Linked DNA regions of Mus musculus: regions 2 and 3 are each linked to region 1. Evidence: chromatin contacts called from public Hi-C and HiChIP or PLAC-seq data. All regions are on one chromosome and are shown on one strand. The core of a region is the stretch at or near the end of the contact, and the rest is flanking DNA. Distances in the headings are between cores, read along the strand shown.

Evidence for each region. Hi-C and Micro-C count contacts between places; a contact is called where the count stands out from the background. HiChIP or PLAC-seq counts read pairs in DNA pulled down with a chosen protein or histone mark.
Region 2: a contact with region 1 is called in an H3K4me3 HiChIP or PLAC-seq map of embryonic basal ganglia, with 6 times the contacts expected there. The contact joins two enhancer-like sites. A contact is called at or near these places in 1 of 15 datasets of contacts at CTCF or cohesin (the NIH/3T3 cell line), 1 of 115 datasets of contacts at active chromatin or transcription factors (embryonic basal ganglia) and 1 of 9 other capture datasets (embryonic stem cells).
Region 3: a Hi-C map of the G1E-ER4 cell line shows a contact between it and region 1, with 5 times the contacts expected there. The contact joins two enhancer-like sites. A contact is called at or near these places in 3 of 484 Hi-C or Micro-C datasets (the G1E-ER4 cell line and adipose-derived mesenchymal stem cells) and 1 of 115 datasets of contacts at active chromatin or transcription factors (acute myeloid leukemia).

Annotation. Positions count from the first base shown.
Region 1 is chr1:69,240,270-69,243,461 of GRCm38.p6, forward strand. No RefSeq gene overlaps it. Among named protein-coding and RNA genes, the nearest start is that of Erbb4, 130 kb to the left of the region's middle. Within about 2 kb of position 1,737, at least 95 of the 459 cell types and tissues checked have an H3K27ac peak or open chromatin away from gene starts, as enhancers often do. A contact at or near this core is called in the G1E-ER4 cell line and embryonic basal ganglia, where this site is marked.
Region 2 is chr1:69,727,545-69,730,736 of GRCm38.p6, forward strand. No RefSeq gene overlaps it. Among named protein-coding and RNA genes, the nearest start is that of Ikzf2, 43 kb to the left of the region's middle. Within about 2 kb of position 1,702, at least 45 of the 459 cell types and tissues checked have an H3K27ac peak or open chromatin away from gene starts, as enhancers often do. A contact at or near this core is called in embryonic basal ganglia, where this site is marked.
Region 3 is chr1:69,497,540-69,500,731 of GRCm38.p6, forward strand. No RefSeq gene overlaps it. Among named protein-coding and RNA genes, the nearest start is that of Gm28497, 68 kb to the left of the region's middle. Within about 2 kb of position 1,567, at least 36 of the 459 cell types and tissues checked have an H3K27ac peak or open chromatin away from gene starts, as enhancers often do. A contact at or near this core is called in the G1E-ER4 cell line, where this site is marked.

The DNA.
Region 1 (3,192 bases), core at 487-2,986:
GTAAACACTGACCATGCACAGGGGAATCTTTTAAAACCCCAGAAAGGATGGCGGCTTGTTTATCGGCGACCACCTAATGCATTACAATATCATTCACAATTTTTCACCAAAGGCTAATTATAAAAAAGAAACACTGAAGTCATATACATAGGACACACTAGCTACAAATAGTACTTTATCTGTGTGTCTAAACATTGGGATATAATAGTTCTCAGGTCCAGAAGAACTGTTTATGAATGAAGAAAGATTTCCACGTGGCTGGGAAGATTGCTCCGTGGGTAAAAGAAACTGTTAGCAACACAAGCATGAAGACACGAGGTGCAAATTCTAGCCAGCCATTGCCACGTGTCTCCACAGTGCCAGCATTGGCAGCTGAGGGAAGCAGACCAAGGGAGCTCACTGTCTGACCATGCTAGTGGAGACAGAGAAACAGTTAATATCGGTTTCAACAGGAGATCCCATCTCAGGGGAATAAGGCAAATACCTGAGATCTTTCTCTGCGCTTCCGTGGCACATACCGTCACACCACACACACACACATACCATATACATACACATGTGTTTGTGTGAACAAATGTACACACAATTCTCCTTTATATTTGATTGGTATATACTCTGATCTAATATTATCATTTTAAATGGAAATAAACATGTTTCTAATCTTGAACTTGAATATGTAATTCTTTAAACACTATAAATATTTCACTCTGACAAAGATGGAACAAAATTTACAAAAAAAAAACTGGATTAGATGACATTTTATCTGAAAATGTCAGCAACTGTGTGAAGCTTCACCTGAACTTCATATGTCTCTGTCATGAGCAGTACATGACACCCTAACATATGTATCCATTACCTTTTTAAATGAATATTAAAATAAAAATGATAAAGCTATGGATACTGCCCACAATTATATACTGTCTCCTGAGCATAAGACAGTATGCATAATTTATATAATAAATTACATTGTCTTAAATTATTCCTTTCACAGATAAAGTTGAGTGGTAGAAAGATTAATTATCCTATTTTAAAAATAAAAGTAACATAAATGACCAGAATAGAATTAAGATGCAAATATATAATTATTACTATTTTAATGACAGAGAATATGTAAGTCATCAAAATATGACACCATGTAAGTCTCTCTCTCTCTCTCTCTCTCTCTCTCTCTCTCTGTGTGTTTGTCTGTGTGTCTGTGTGTCTGTGTGTCTGTGTGTCTGTGTGTCTGTGTGTGTGTGTGTGTTTGTCTGTGTGTGTGTGTGTGTGTGTGTGTGTGTGTGTGTGTGTGTTTGGAGAATGGACCAGTGAGATGGCTCAGCAGTTGAAGGCACTTGTCACCAAACCTCAGTTTGTTCCCCAGGCCCCACATGGTAGAAGAAAAGGACTTACTGTGATAAGTTTTTCTCTATGGTCCATATTTGAGCTGTGGCTTACACACATGCCCTTACACACATACACAATAAACAGATAAATGGATAATAAATAATTAAATAAACATGATTTAATTTTTGAAAAGAAACAGACTTATGTGGGCAATGTGAAAATATTTAGATATTCCTTTCATTTAATTCTTTTAAACAAAGTAAAATCTTGAAAAACAGTTTGGTGTTCCCAGCAGACATGCAAAGACATCTCTGTCCACAAGGTGGCGGAAGCGCGCCGTGCACACTCTTGATCTTTTATTCCTTAATCCTTTTCATTCTGTGGTCATCTCCTTTTCTGTCATAAAGACCTCCCACTTCAAAGAGCCATTTTAGGCGGAGCTGGCTGGTCCAGAAGCCGTGCACATTCCACACAGAGCACAATGGCGAGTAGAAAAGTCTCAACAAATAACATTTCCAACCTGTTCACCAGCCCCTTCCGAGGAGCAGCCGTTACTCATCTCGACTGTGCCGGTCTGGACTTTCTGAGTCACAGTGTGGAGGATAATTCTGCATTTCTAGTTTTAAGACACGTTTTGAAGAATATACTTAGAAAATCCTTCACCTCGGTCCCAGGAGATGGCCACAGCTTTTTCCTGACAGTGAGTGTAGGTCAGAGGGGCTGAGTTTTGAGATGGGAGGGACCAGAAGAAAACCACTTTTCTTCACAACCCCCCCCAAAAGAATAGAAGACCCCAAAACATTTAATAATCACTGTTAGAGAGTTAATCTTTCACCTAAAATGTTAACCTGTGCCCTGGCTCTTTGACATCACACACCCCAGCTACTCCTACTAACACTAAGTTTCCAGTACCTCTATTCACAAGCTGTGTCAGTCACCTTAGGCAAGTTACCTCCACTCCTTATCTCTGTTTTCTACTTATACAAAACAGAGAAAATAGCAGAAGCCATCTCAGGAAATAACATAATTGAAATAATTCACATAAACACACCCCCACACACAAACACACACATACCCTCCTAGCACATCAGCACACAGTGTGGCTCTAACACATTTGTCTAGGGATCCTATATCCTATGCCTGGGAAAGGGTGGTGAAGGAGGAGCTGAGGCTGAGGCCGTGGAGAATTTAAGCAAATCTAGTATACCAGTGTTGTTCATTGGTGATGCCTAGTGAGATTTTTCTCGGAGGGTTATAGCGTTCAAGTGTGACACAGCTAAGTCACCTTTGAACTTCAGTGTTGAAATCTGGGGTTATCTCATTCAGGAAGAATGGCTTCTCTCTAGACAACAACTTGGACCCTAAGCTCCCGGGTCTCTGAATTCTATGGGTACTTAGTGCCTGTCTATCTGTGCAGGTTCTACATATATCGGTGGTTTAAGACTTGGTATCTTCAAATCCCCTCAAGTGCCAAAATCAACATGCAACCTCGCCATGAATGGATAGCCAACCTGTCCTCCTGCCTGTCAGCATCAAGGTCTCGCAGAGTGTGGTGAGATTCACCTAATACATGCTATGAACTCATCTTCCTAGGAAGTGAGGTATAATTTCAAGAGCTATAAAAACTTGGAAATTGGATTTCAGGCTTCGTTATTCCACTCAATAAGAACAAGTTTTTTTTAAGTATGAAGGAAAAATACTTCATTTGTATGTCTTTGTAAGCTATTTGACATAATTAAGCTAACAAAATAAGCATGATGAACACACATATGTCATACCCAAGTTCCTGATTTTTAAGAAAAGGATTCCCTAATATGAAGCTCTTTCTTATACAATAGTTTTTCTAATTATACAAGCACAGTGGTAAAA
Region 2 (3,192 bases), core at 452-2,951, 490 kb after region 1:
AATATATAAATATACTCAATGATTTTATTGTATAAAATATTAATATTACCGTTATTTCTCTTCAGAGTTACGTTTTAGGCGTCCTGGTTAAGTGGAGCCCATGTCCTGAAATAACAGTTTCCCTGGTTACGTATTCTTCATAGTTTAAAGGTGATAATGGAGAGATGAATTATTTTCCTCATGTAAATGAGATAAATAAAAGAACCTTCATAATATGATGAAGAGGAATAATTACAGAATTTTGACGGTACAGGACAGTTGCTCTTCCATTCAAATGAAAGAGGAGCTCAGATCATATTAAAGCACTGACTATGGCAAGAAAAGTGTGACAAAGTGTGGGGCTGGGTCAGGTGGCACACAGGGAAAAGTTATGCTGTCTTTGGGGATTGGTTTTTAAACACGAATCTCAAATGTCATAGCGATTCCTCCCCAATGTAGTGGTGCTTAGGACCCAAATAAAAGACGATGTCATCTTTAGAGAAAATATTAGTCTCTGGGAAATAGGAGACGTCGGATGAGTGGCAGTTGCTGTCTGAGAAAGAAGAGTGGGTGAGGCAGATAGGCCCTGAGAAATGGCCTTGCCTTTAGGCCTCTTTTCCAAGCGGTTCAGCTGCATTCCAAGGCCCTGCTGGCATCTCTGGAATGTGGCGCCCAGGCTCTCTGTTGTTTTCTGTGAGCCAGGTGAAGGAAGGGAATCTTCCTAGGGGAGATCTTAACTTTGGCAGTGTGTGTAGACCAGAGAAGGTAGTAAAGAGTTTTTGTCACAGGACAAAGAGTAAGTAAAAATGGCCAACAACAACACAGTGGAGACAACAGAAGGTAAGAAGAAGAGTGATATGTTGGCCTTCTGAAGTCAGTTAACCTACTTCCCAGATCTCTACATGTGTAATGCTGGGCAAATTTCTTAATCTATTCGTGCCTCAGGTTCCTTATCTCCAAAATAGGGATGACAGTCCATGCAGGAGCATCAATTGATAACATGTCGTTTATGTGCAAAAGACTTATGACAACATCGAACAGACCTTATTCTGTAAGTGCTGATGGCACTTATTAATGTACTTTAATGTATTTAGCCTAAATTATTAAATCAAACATGTCTATTATTAAATCTAAATAAAAACAGGACTAAACTCATTTATCTACAGACAAATCCTTAAATTGGGTCACAAGGCAGTCTGTAAGGTAAGTAAAAGACACTCAGAAATAAACGACAGGAAAAATTCACAGCGGAGGACAACAGTGCAAGAAAAACTAATTGCTGTTGTCCAGTCACAATCGCTGTTTGCGGTAGTGTCCCAGACAAAGGTGTAAATCACTTCATCATCTGCCTAGCTCATCCTTGGCTTCAGCTAACCTTTGCAAGCATGGAGCACTGACCAGAATCAACACGGTGGCCTCTGCTCAGTGTCATGGGTGAAAAGGCTTTGGAGGAGAGTCAGATGCAATTTTTGTATGTGGACAATGAAACAGGAGCCTGAAGAGGAGAGTGGTACTTGAGTAAGCGGGTAGCTTCTTGTAACCTTAATAGAGGACAGCAAAAAAAGGGACACAGGGGTCCATGCTCACTACAGAGTGCCAGATGGGAAATAGATAGGGAAATGAGTCTTTAATGCAGGAAACCGCCTGGCTCCTGGTCCCTCCTCTGAGAGCACTGGCTGACAGCAATAGTCTTCTCTAGGGATGTTATCCTGAAGTCTGAATTAGCTGGGGATTCTTGGTACCCTGTCTTCTCTGGGACACCTTCCATTACAAGTCTCTCCACACCCACCCGCTATGTGTGATGAGAGATCCTTTTATAAATCCACCCTTTTACCTGCCTTTGGAATGCAGTACAGGGGAAGAGGCTGTTGAAAAAATAAGCAAAGGCAGATTAAGGGAAAGGGGTTCTTTACTGTGAGTTCAAAATGATGTTTCCCTCCAGGGCCCTGAGGCTTAAGGCTTTATTTCTAGAAGAATGGGGAGGGGAGGAGCTAGTCCCATTTGTTGCTAAGCGACTAAAGCTTACCCAGGTCACGTTTGCTGCTATTGAGAAACAGTGACAAGGTGGATGTTGGGAAGCAGGGAGAAACCTCTCATTTCAAGATTTCTGGTTCTGCATTTAAGCCATAGAATTCTCAGGAACAAAACAGCCAGGAAACCCATCAAAGTTCTTTAAGGATGACAGGTTTTTTACTTAAAAAAATAATTAAATAAAAAAAATAAAAACCAAACCAAAACAAAAAACCCAAGACCAATCTGAGGAGAGAGGTTAAGTTTCAGACTCAAACTAACACAGCAGGGCATCTTGCCCCTCCCCCCTTCCAAGGAGGAGCCCAGCCCCACTACAAAGGGTGCTAAGAATACATTTAACAAAAACATATATAGAATCTGTGTGAGGATAAAACAGGAAGCCAACTGATGAAGGACAGGAAGGAGTATGAGACTGAGTGGAGAGAGACTGGATGTTCTTGCTATGACAACGAATTCTATAAGGACTTTTGAGTTCTCTACAAATCCACTGGCAAGCATAGTACACAAATTCCACTGGCTTTGTCATGAGAACTTAAGTTGGTTGTTGTTGTTTGGGTTTTTTTGTTTTGTTTTGTTTTGTTTTGTTTTGTTTTTGTTTTTTCTATTTGGAAGGCTAGATGTTTAGAAATTTCCAGAAACTTTCTGGGAAACAAGTAATGGTAATTCAATTTGCCTACGATGTGAGAGATTGTTTGATTAAGGTGTAACTATAGAAATTGTCCTGGTCTCTGTGCTTCTGATCTCAGAATAAACAGGCAAAAAATAGAAGAGCCCTTCAATAGAAGAGCCCCAGAAATAAACCCAAGTGTAAAATCCGTGGGAATTTTTCAAGTAGGTGGATTGGATTTTTTGTCCACTAGAATTTGCAAATAAATAAATAAATAAATAAATAAATAAATAAATAAATAAATAAATGAAAATCGAATTCTAATTTGAAACTTAAAATAAAAGACTTGAGTAGAAAATAATGAAATTATGAAGTAGCAAGACAATTTAGGTCTTGATAATTTAGCATCATGATCCTGAGGTGAAGAAGTATATTATTCTGTTAAAACTAACGCCACAAAAATTGAATATTCAATGAGCAGGAATCTATTCTCACTTCCTAGGTCTAGAAATTGTAGGTGAAGTTACAGCAGATCGCACGACCCTGGTTTGTGCCACATCTTCATGCAGCCATTT
Region 3 (3,192 bases), core at 317-2,816, 260 kb after region 1:
GAATAAATTGTATTATGTGATTAATACTGAAGGAAGTTCAGAAAGGAATGAGTTTGAGAGTGTGCCTCACAGGTAGGTCATGGGAAGCCAAGGAGAAATGGAGCAAGCCTGCGAACAACAATAAGAACACTGACAGATGACTTCAAACTTAATTTAGGCACTTAGAGGATTTTCAGAAAAGATTTACACGGGCGTGGGGATAGAAACTAGTTAGTGTTTAGATAAAGATCCCTGTAAAGAAGTAGGTTTCGTATGTGAATGTTGAGGCTGGTAGCTAAGGCCAAAGACAAGAGCCCCGCTAAGGACTGTCAACACAGCGTGGAGGAACGAGGTGTGGCAATCACAGTAAAGCCTGGCATTGTTGGGGACTGTGATGCTGGAGCTCACATACCTTTTATTTCCTAGAAACAGGAAAATCAGATGCTAGGGAAGGAAAAGCTGATTCCAATCAACCCTAAATCAAACGATGTGTTCTCTTCTTTCTTCCTAGCCCTGCATCTCTGAAAGTGGATTTTAAAAATGACCTTTTTTTTAAAATCTTTTTTGTTGTTGTTGTTTTCGAGACAGAGTTTCTCTGTGTAGCCCTGGCTGTCCTGGAACTCACTCTGTAGACCAGGCTGCCCTCGAACTCAGAGATCCACCTGCCTCTGCCTCCCAAGTGCTGGGATTAAAGGCCTGTGCCACACTGACAGTGTTAAACAGCTGTAGGAATTTCTTCAAAAAGTGACTCTGATCATATTTCTGTAGAGGAAAAGAAAAGAATGTGCATATGGATATTGTGCTAAGATAATGAAGCAATGGTGTGTCTTAGCAGTCTTCAAGAGATGCTTTATAGAATTTGGCTACATAATCTCCTTTAGTGACAACTAGACTAAAATTTCAACTGTAGAGGTATATTTCTATTTCAAAAATTTCCAAGTAGGTGTTCCGAGTTCCAGCAATAATTGATACTTTTTTTTGGGGGGGGGATCTTCACCAGTTGCTGAGTTACTGAATTTTCCTGAAATTGTAAGGTAATGTAAGGAATGTAAAATTAATCTAATCTAAGTTAGCTTCATAGCATGGGTTCTAGCCTACCTCTCCATCACTTCATATACTAAAACTGTCAGAACTTCAGGGTTGGAATTTGTCATTGCATGAATTTCTGTCATGTCTCCAATGTAATCTTTCCAATTTTAGACACAGAAGAGATGTCCTACAAACATCTAATCATTTTAATAAGAAAATGTGTTTTCAGTCTCTTTCCTAACCACCTCTTAATTAGTTATGTTTGCTAAAACACAAGATGAGGGGATACTTTAGCATCTGTCAATTAAAGCACAGAACAATTAAACATTGAGTTTAACAGGGCAGGAGGCTGCTGGGAGCGGCCAATGGGAGCAAGTGATTAATTCTGAAATAATGAAAGCACGAAGCAGCAGTCGTCAGTTTCAGGCTTGCAAGGAAATGATGACTGTGAAATTTGTGACACTTGACTTAAAAATCAATGCTCTTGGAAGGTGATATAATAGCTGTAAGCCAGTGGGTGGGTGTGTGTGCAGGGGGAATCAACGTTGACATAGTGAAACTGCTTAGAAACGAGTGGGCAGGGTAATGGCTATGCTGAAGAGCAGCTAATGGAACTAATGAGGCATATCGTGATGGAGGCAAAGAGCTCCTGTCTTCTGAAGCAACTCCGTTCATTTAGCTGACTAATTTGCTTACTCATCTTTTCTTAATCTCTTAGGGAGCCCTTGGTGGTCTGCTACTCTATAATACTTCTCAGAATTGGCCACATAATATTGAGTAGACCAGCACAGTTAGAGGAAGTTTAAAAAGAAGACCTTCATTTCCTCTAATAAAGGGATGATCGCCCAATACCAAAACAAGCCCTGAAGTCATTCTCTCAGAGAGAAAATGAAAGTTCAAGGTGCCCCGCTATTATTTTTTCCAGAGATATCAGGGAAATGGTTTGCACTTGGAGACAAGAGAGTTTCTGTATTTGAAATCTAAAAAGTCTGTGCCTTTGCTGTATTTTCATATGTAAGTCATTCCTAAATCTTGTTGGGCGTGTAAGGACACCTGTCAATGGTTTCCTTTACAGTCTTTTGACTTATAAAAAATAGGACACAAGACAGCCTCCAAAGATCTTCAGACCATGCCAAGCCAGCTCCTTAAAGCTGCACTAGAGCTTGTTCTTGGAAAGCTGGCTTAACTCGGCTGTATAAAAGGTACCTCTTTTAGTGAGTTAAAAGGTTCCAAAAGATAGAGGGTGTTTTTAATCTTGACTTAAACTGACAACTTATCCTACTTAAGCAAGTAAATGTGAATTTCCTCCCACAGCTCTGTGATCATTAGATCATAATTAGGGTACTAAATATGGAATCGCCCAGTAGATAAGTGGAAACATCATAGTACCAAAACCGAGAGAGAATGGTTTTGTTACTCCGTAGGAGCCAGTCAGCAGCAAATTGTTCAGATTTCGAAGAAGATGCTATAGGTAGTTAGTATATATTCAGGAGCTGGGAAGAAAAGAAAAGATGAAGATATGAACAAACTTTAACATACCGGGTGAAGAAGAAAAAAAATCAAAAATATTTCTTAATACAAAGAATATTTATGATTCTAAGAAAATGTTCACAAAATATCTTGAAGTAGGCCTCTCATACAAATTTTCACATGTGGATAATTTCTGCAGGGAAGTACTCTGTAATGCTAGGAGAACTGGGAGCCACAGTTCATCAGAAAGTCATGTAAGTGAGTCAAAACATCACGTGAAGAAGAAAACCCAGGAAGAAGGCTTTGTGATGTCCAAAGCCCACACTTTCCCCTGAGGATGAAGAATTGTGGTATGGTCAGACACCAGGAGTGATATGGAGATTAAAAAAAAAAAGACTTCCCACTCATGAAGAATCAATGTGCTTGCCTTCTCCTTTAAAACATTCTCAAAATGAGGATATTCACCTATTCAGTTTGCTTGTATCCTTTCTGGTGCACCTGCCATTCTGTTTGTAGTTTGTTTCTAGATATGCCCCTTCCACCCTTAAATGCATCTTATCTGATAGCAGTCTGGAGCAGGTCTGGACATGTTACGTGTTTTCTGTTTGTTTCTGAGCCCCACCCAATGTGTACGTTTTCCCATCACTCCAGTTTTTACAAAAGATAATTTAGGTCAGCACCATACCACCCTGGTTTTGTAAAAGTCACATCAAG